Linked DNA regions of Macaca mulatta: region 2 is linked to region 1. A link is a contact called in public Hi-C data. All regions are on one chromosome and are shown on one strand. The core of a region is the stretch at or near the end of the contact, and the rest is flanking DNA. Distances in the headings are between cores, read along the strand shown. Region 1 holds the start of RAB33B (RAB33B, member RAS oncogene family). Region 2 holds the start of SETD7 (SET domain containing 7, histone lysine methyltransferase).

Region 1 (4,077 bases), core at 707-3,206:
GGTAGGACATAACATATAATCATGAAATAGCAAAAACAGTATTCAAAGACTAAATTAGCAATATCCCAAAAAGTGTGTTACAGTTAGCATAAAGAATTTCTGCATAAAGAATTTGTGATGTAGCTTACCAAGATCTAAACTAAAAAGTCCACAATACAAAAAAGAACAGGGGTGCAATGATGCTGAGTTTTTTTCACCATCCTTGAAATTCTCCCATTAACCACAGCTTTCAGTTTTCAACTGCTCTTCGTCCTTAAATCTTCAGAGTCCCTCCTTTGAATGGGATAGGTAGAGTAGATTAGAAGAAGTATATTCCGAGGCTCTCTAATAGTCTCTGGATGATTAATCTTCATGAAAATAACCTCACAGATAAGTAATTAGGATTTTTCACCCCATTTCTATAAACTTGGTAAGTAAACTTTTTCTCTAGCGAACATAACTTGGTATATTAGTGACTGTGGAAAGTCTTTCTACAGCAACAGAAATTACTCTATATCAAGGCTTTTGCAAATTCCTGGCAACTCCGGGCATGTTTAAGTTCTACCACTCATCTGTTCTGACTACATTTTCATCTCATCTGACGGAATAAGCAGCTCATCTCCTTTCCTAGGACTTTTAGTGCTCAATTGTCCCCCTCACTTTAGTTAAGGCCTGCCATGTCCTCCTCCTCTCCGACAGTCCTTGACTTTGCCAATGGCATATTCATCTGCTCAAACAGATGTCACTGCAAAACAAAACAAACTTTTAACAAAAAGGAAATCTGTTTGCATATTTGGGACCTTTTGTATGACAATATAGGACGTGTCCTCAGAAGAATTCACGGAGATTCTTTAAGGTTGGGGGTTTAATCTATTGATATTTTCCTTAGGTAGACAAAGACAACCTCTAAGTGCGCTCAGTTAATCTTTAACCGCCACATCAGCGTCACCCAGGAACTAAGACATAACTAGGGCATAATGAGTTTTATTTCCACCAGAGGCGCCTAGTAACTCCCAGGTTCAATGCTCCCAAGTGGCAGACATGTGATGTGCTCTACTTTTTGGGCTGGGGACATTAACCCAACAAACTGTGGTCACAAGGATCACGCGGATATTCTTGGGGACTTGGGGGATGCCTAGCGAAATGCGCTGTGCCTACGCCTCGAACTCTCGCCTGCTCTCCGGTGGGCGGCCTCGAACTCCAGCCTGCTCTCCGGCAGCCCACAGCAATGCGCCTGCGAAGACCTTAGGCTTCAAAACTCAGTGCGGCCCACAGCTCGCCTCCAAGTGCGCCCCGCACCGGGCAGGCTTTCGGCGATGACTCGCGTCCCACCCATCTAGCCCTGGCCGCCGTCCCAACTCCCGCAGTTCACAGAGGCGGTGGCGGTGGGGAACGCAGCCGATGCCACATCCCCAGCGGCAAGCTGAGGGAACCTGCCTCTTCTCCGGGGCAACCAAACGATACATCGGTGCCGGAACCGACCTGACGCCGGAGCCCGGCGACATCCTTACCGTCGCTCTCCAGGCACACGCCCCCGTCAAAGGCGGCTCTGCGGCCCTCTCGCGAGAGAGCGCCCATGGCACCTCCTTCCTCTCAGCTGTCTATCTCTCCCCGCCCCCGGAGTGATTGCGCGGCTTCCTCCAGAGGGCGGGAACGTTGGACGTGGCGGGGCTAGGTCAGCCAGAGCGTTGGGCCTGGGGCGCTCGGCTCAGCCTCTCGGCAGGCTAGCTTTCCGCGCCGCCATAAAGCCCCCGACAGGCCCCACGCCTGCCCAGGTAGACCGGCGCCAGCCCGAGTGACGCGTGGCGTGTGGCCACGAGCAGGCGGCTCAGTGCGGCAGGGCGGGCGGGCGCCACACCTGTGCGCGCGAGGGTGGGGCGGGAAGGTGCGCAGGCGCGCTCGGGGCTGGTGGGCGGTGGCTCGTGGGAAGTTGCGCAGCCGAACTGGCCGGCTGGGCGCGCGCGCTCGAGGTGGCGTAATCTCTCAGCCTTTCTGTGTCTCCTTTCCTCCGCCTCAGTTTGGGGCGGGTCGGGGGAATGGCTGAGGAGATGGAGTCGTCGCTCGAGGCAAGCTTTTCGTCCAGCGGGGCGGTGTCAGGAGCCTCCGGGTTTTTGCCTCCTGCCCGCTCCCGCATCTTCAAGATAATCGTGATCGGCGACTCCAATGTGGGCAAGACGTGCCTGACCTACCGCTTCTGCGCTGGCCGCTTCCCTGACCGCACCGAGGCCACGATAGGGGTGGATTTCCGAGAACGAGCGGTGGAGATTGATGGGGAGCGGATCAAGGTGAGCAGATGGGGAACTGTTGGGGAGGATGGGATGACAGGTGTCCCAGCCCCACCGTGGGCTGGTCGCTGGCCCTGTGCACGGTGTGTGTGTGCTCCATTTTTTTCTCATGCTGATGAGATTGGAGTTGGGGATTGGAAGGATTCATATACTGCAAACTTCTGAGACACTGTTTTTCAGACTTCAGTGTGCATGCGATTTCCCTGGGGATCTAGTTGTTGAAAATGCACGTTATGATTTGATAATCTCGCGGATGATGCAGGTGCAGCTAGTCCGTGGACCACACTTGAGTTCAAGAGTGTAGGGTTTATCTACCGACCCATTGACTGTGTGTCATGTGCTGGGAGTCAGTGAAATATGAACGAAGGAAAAACAGTGACAGTTCGCTAGCATGGAAAATTCATTTAATCTGTAATAGTTATTAAACATTCATTTGAGCAGTGCCTTAGGTGTTGTGGAAGTAAAGCTCATTGCCTTTGAGGAAGTGCTTAGGTATTCTCTTGCATACAGTTTTGCTATGGTAGTTTCTGTATGATACTGATTTTAGAAAAATCTGTTTTCCTGCAGAAATATTCTGTATGTGATAGTTCCTATTCAGGTTGCCAAAAGCATTTCTCACGATGCCACCTCAGACACACACCTAATTCTTTATTCCCTTTAAGTCGTTATTGAGGGTCCCTGGTACTGGGAACACTGAGTGACAGTAATAATGGAGGAGGTAGTATAGGCCCCAGGGCAGGTTTGAGGTTCTGAAGGGTTGGAATGCAACAGTGAAATGAGGATCAATGACAAGGCTTAGGTCTCTTGATGGTATAAACCTTAGACACACCTTCATAGCAAGCCACCACTAAATGCCACCTGTTGATGCCACTCCTTAAAACATAGGTGGAACTACCCTGCCTTATACCACTGCTTTAAATCAGAGATCATCTTTACCTCAGTCTCTTGGTGGGGAGTGGTGGGAGAACAGGCTTGCTTCAGACATTCCTACCCTCATATCTTTGAGGCAAGAACAATTTATTTTTCAGTTCCCTAATCATCGACCCCCACCCCAATGGGTTATACTGCTAATGATGGTAGAGGTGAAGTAAGCAGAGTTAAAAGAAATTAACCTTTCTTTGGTGCTTTTGTCTTTTAATTTTTCACATTTGTATTTCATGTCCCATATGAGCCCTCAGTGGTGGTTTTGGGGGTGCTTTGTATTAGGGAGTTTAGAAAGATTTGTATACTTGCAGAAGAAAAGATAGAATAAAAGGCTAAATATTTTTCACCAGAATTAGGTTTGGCCCAGAAGCCTTTGGGGTGAAAAATAATGGAGCTTCTGAAGTTCGAAGGGAGTTCAGTTTGGGAGAAGCAGGGAATCTGGGCAGTACGTGGGCTTTGGAGCCCCACTAACCTGGATTCAAATCTGAACCTACGAAAGGGTAGGAATGGGCTGTGTGTCCTTACTAGGGTGACAAACTTTGCCCAAGACCGTCCAGGTTTTGAAACTGGGTCTCACATCCCGGGGACTCCCTGTATTGAGCACACCAAAATAGTTGGTCACCATGGACCTTAGGCAGATTCTTTAACCTCTCAGAGTCTGTTTTTTTCTTCTGAAAAACTGGGATCATAATACCTTATTAGGCTGCTGTGAGGATCAGATGAGGGCATATATGAAGCACCTGGTTCATAGTTGGTACCTTTAAAAAGATTCTTTGTCTTTCCTGGTGGCTTAACATTATTTTTCCTATTTGCCACCATTAGTTCTGCAGTTGTACACCCAAAGGTGAAAGCAGAGATAGTGGAGGGCATACGTAGACAGCTAAGGGGA
Region 2 (4,104 bases), core at 476-2,975, 110 kb after region 1:
TTCGAAGTTAGATGAAGAAATAAGTTTTAATATTGGCATTACATTGAATACTTTTCAAGAGTTCAGAAATGTTAGTCTGCTTAATCTCCCCTTAAGACCTCAGAAGCACTGCAAAGGGAATTATGTTTATGAAAACATTAAAACTGATTTTTCCCAATGTAACAACAACCATGTATCCTTACGCATTTGTAGTGTTGCCACTTTTTTCTTTATCTTTCGTCAGAACTTGTGTTTATACAAATCGGACAGAAACCAGATTCAACAAACAGCTAAAAATTATTTACTCACATGCTTGGTTTAAAACATTCTGGTATCATACCACACCACACTGAAAAACATCACGACGTACTGTATGTAGTGGAACCAAATAAATACACTAAAGAGTATTTTCCAGTATTCGCTGTTACAAAATCATAACATCCCATGATACAAACAACGAGATTGTATAACGTCCCCACATCGTTTTTTCAGAACTAGCAAAAAAAAAAAAAAAAAAAAAAAAAGGTGGAGAAACTCAGCAAAACAAAGTGGCGAGAAAAGTCGGGGGAGGGGCGGTAGAAGAGAAGGGGCGGAGAAACACGACACCGAGGCGGTGATATCACCCACAGCCAACGGCATGGAATTCAGAAAGTTAAGTGTCACCCAGCAATTTCGGTGCGGGCTCGCGGCGCGCCTGCACAGCGTGGCGGCTGCACCCCGGCGAAGCAGGAAGGGGGAGGGGGAGGCCTGACTGAGTTCGCTCGGGGGCAGCGGAGGGGAGGGCCGCCCGCCTCCCGGACGGCGCGCGTTCGAGTCCCGGGTCGGGAGCCTTGTCAGTCGCCCGACAATGATTTCATCTTTTCGGAAGCGCTACCGCCTGGGCCGCGGCTGCCACGTGCCCGGTCTGGCCCCGTGCGCTGCGCCGGGGGACCTACCCGGACGCGGCCGCGGCCGCCGCTGGGCGCAGAGGCAGCAGAAGAAAAGGGCTGGCGGCCGGGAGGGAATCCGGGTGGCCAAAACTGGGCTAGGGGATTGCTCCGCGGAGTCCGCCGGCCTCAAGCGGCTGCCCTGAGGAGTGCACCCACCCTCCGCGCCCAAAGGAGGAAAGGCCAGAGCGCGGGGCAGGTTTCGCAACTCCGAGGGTGGATGCAGGCTGTGGCCGGGCGGGATGGCGCGGCCGTGCCTTTCCAGCGCCCCCGGCCTGGCAGAGCCCCATTCTCGGCCTGCGCCCCGCCGCGCAGTGCGCGCTCCCGGCGGCGTGACCGTGGCTGTCGGGCCCCCGCCCGAGCCGGGCAGCCGGCCACCCGTGTAAGGGACAGTGGCGGCCGCGGGGCCCGGCGCCGCGCCGCTTGCAGCCCGCCACTCCTTCCGCGCTCCGGGCCCTCTGCGCCTCCTCCCCCGGCCCTGGAGAAATGCTTGTACCTTCCACCGCCTCCTCCACCATCTCGTCGTCGCTATCCATGGCGGCTGGGGACCCTGCCCAGCTCGGGGCTGCGCGGCTGCCTCCCGTCCCTCCGGGTGCTCCTGGCTGCTGAGCGAGCTCTGGGGCTCGCGAGTTTGGAGGAGGAGGAGGAAGAGGAGGAGCAGTCGGGGCTGGCTCGCACTGCCTCCCCCTACAGCCCTTTCAATTCCTTGGCCTTCAGCTGCTGCGGCAGCAGCCGTCGTCCCCCCTCCCTTCGCCCACTTGCCCCTCGCCTCGGAGGCTCCGGTGTGTCGCCTTGGCCGCTGCAGCTGCTGCAACTTTCTCCTGTAATACCCCCTCTTTGTTATCGAGCAGCTGATCCGCTGACATCACCCAGCGCCGGTGCGCTCCCTCCCTCGCTGATTGACAGTTCCCTGTCCCTTTCCAGAAGTAAGGCTCCTTAAAACGAAAGGAGCTCCGGGGCCGAGCGTATTCCGCGTCCCAGCCAACCCGCCTCTGGCCCGTGAGCGTTTCTCCTTTGCTTAGGCGCGGCTTGGCGCGCCCCGAGCGCGCAACGCGGTCCCGGGCGCTGCAGGCTTCTTCCGGACACTTGGACGGCCCGTGGGGGCTCCGAGCTCCCGGCCTCCAGTTGTGCCGGGAGCAACTTGAAAGTCCGCCGTGCACTGTCCGTGCCCCCTCGAGACAACCTCCAAAGTGCCAGGGAAGCTAAGGAAGCGTTTCTGACGCTCTGGCGCCTGGACTTCCTCTCACCCTCGCCCCCACATCACCCCGTTCGCCACCGGGAGCTGCACGAGTGCGACACGCACCGGAGCGCAGGTGTCCTCGCGGTCCCGCATCGCATCCGCAAGCCGATTTCCCGAGCTCGGGGGCTGTTATCTGGCCCGGATTCCGCAGGATGGCGGGTCCACCCCAGCGCCCCCACTCCCCGCCCTCCTTCGGGTCGCCAGGCCCTCGGGTGATTCAGAAATGCATCAAATCCAAATGGCAGCGGGCTCTCTGTCAGGCAGGAAACAAGCCGCACCGAAGGCTCGGCAGGTTCCTTCTCGCGGCTGTGGTAATTGAAAAGGAGCCGCCGAGTGGAGCTAACGAGGAAGGAAGGACCCTCCGTCTGGCGCGCCTCTTTCCCGCGCCTCCCGCCCTGTAAGTGCGATGTCCCCAGCTGTCTCCCTGTTTCTCCAAGTGCCAACCACTTCACAGATTCAGGCGTCCTCAAGTGGAGAAAACCACTGGGCACCCGGCTTCCGGCCCAGCCACTTAGTGTCATTATGGCGCTGCCTCTTACAGGTGGCGGTAAAGGACGACTGTAAATAGCCGATTAAATAGATGCAAATGTACACAATGTACCGTGGAATTACCGGGTGCCACTCTGGGCACCTGCCAAGAACAGCTACTGCATGGAGGGGAGGAGGGAGCAAAAAAAAAAGTAGTTCCATTTTGCTTTCTGAACAATGAATGAGACTTTGGGGATTTCAAAATACTTCCAGCGCCCGGGAGACTACTCCTTGTTTTTGGCTCTGTGCTTAAATGGTAGATATTTTTGTCAAGTATTGCCGGCTTGTTTCTTAAAGGCAGTTTTTCCTCTGTGAAAAAGAGAACAATGCTAGGAACATTAGTACCACACACTTCCAGGAATTTCAGCCCCTTTGACTATTTTAGAAAGGGGAGGGCCCTGGACCAGAAGTTAGGAGACGTTGAGTCCTGGTGCTGCTCACCTGCAGAGGTGTCTTGGGAGCCCAGCCAGCCAGCCTGAATTCCTCCAGATTAGAGAGAGGCTTAGTCTACATTGACATAAGGTCCTTGGGGCTTAGGCTAGACCACTCAGGTTCTCTGGCTCAAGCAAGACACCCTCTAGCTTAGTCTACACCTCTCTGAAGTCTCTTGGCTTAGGTTTGACCTCCTTAAAGTCCTCCAGTGCAGATACTGGGAGTCCAAGGCTAAACAGAGAAGGTGTACCTGCAGTGGAAGATGAAAGAGCCGCTTTAGGTTACATCATTTTCAAACATGAACCACAGAAACAGGATTTTATATCTGATTTTTAAAAAGCTATCATTTACTGAGCTCGGTCACTCACTGGTTTTGAATTATATATTTTTTCTTATTTAACCTTTTTACATATCACCTCCTCCCTTGCATATTATACTGGTGCACTAGAACATACCAGATACTTCCCCAGTTTCCAGTTGATTTTCAGGGGTGAATACAATGCTGAAAGCTAAAGAAAGCAGCAAAAATACTTCATTCTCTTACTCAAAGGGGGTGAGGCAGGGTTGGGAGGCTGGAAGAAATCTCCTCTCCAGACGCACAGAAGACACAGGTTCGTGGTGGGTGGGTCCGTGTGGGAGTGAAGGAGAGGGGAGGAATCATGTTGCAAGTGTCCAACTGTCCCCTTGGTGCTGTGAGGTTTTCCCAGCCTAAGCACCCAAACTGTCAAGCGCTCCCTTTCTATCTACTACCTTGAGAACACCTGAAACCCTGCCTACGGCCCCCATGGGTGAAGCAGAGATTTCCTCCGGACCTGCAAGAGGCAGGGACAGAAAGGGAGCACGGTCCTTCTAGCAAAGTTAGTAGTGATGGGGGTGGGGAGGAACTACCAGAGGACCTTCACCAGATCTGCACATGACTCAGGCAGCAGCAGGGACACAGTTCCATCCCTCTTCCCCTACCATTCATTCCTGCTGGCTCTGGGCCCAAAGCTAGGGCAA

The links. Hi-C and Micro-C count contacts between places; a contact is called where the count stands out from the background.
Region 2: a Hi-C map of liver shows a contact between it and region 1, with 2.5 times the contacts expected there. The contact joins the promoter of SETD7 here to the promoter of RAB33B in region 1. A contact is called at or near these places in 3 of 14 Hi-C or Micro-C datasets (fetal cortex germinal zone, fetal cortical plate and liver).

What each region holds. Positions count from the first base shown.
Region 1 is chr5:148,335,388-148,339,464 of T2T-MMU8v2.0, forward strand. RAB33B (RAB33B, member RAS oncogene family) reads left to right here and starts at 1,957. Exons shown (of 2, transcript NM_001257437.2): 1 at 1,957-2,264. The coding sequence starts at 2,016. LOC106998506 (a long non-coding RNA gene) reads right to left here and starts at 1,845. Exons shown (of 2, transcript XR_013417304.1): 1 at 1,491-1,845.
Region 2 is chr5:148,442,316-148,446,419 of T2T-MMU8v2.0, forward strand. SETD7 (SET domain containing 7, histone lysine methyltransferase) reads right to left here and starts at 1,726. Exons shown (of 8, transcript NM_001257503.1): 1 at 1,402-1,726. The coding sequence starts at 1,441.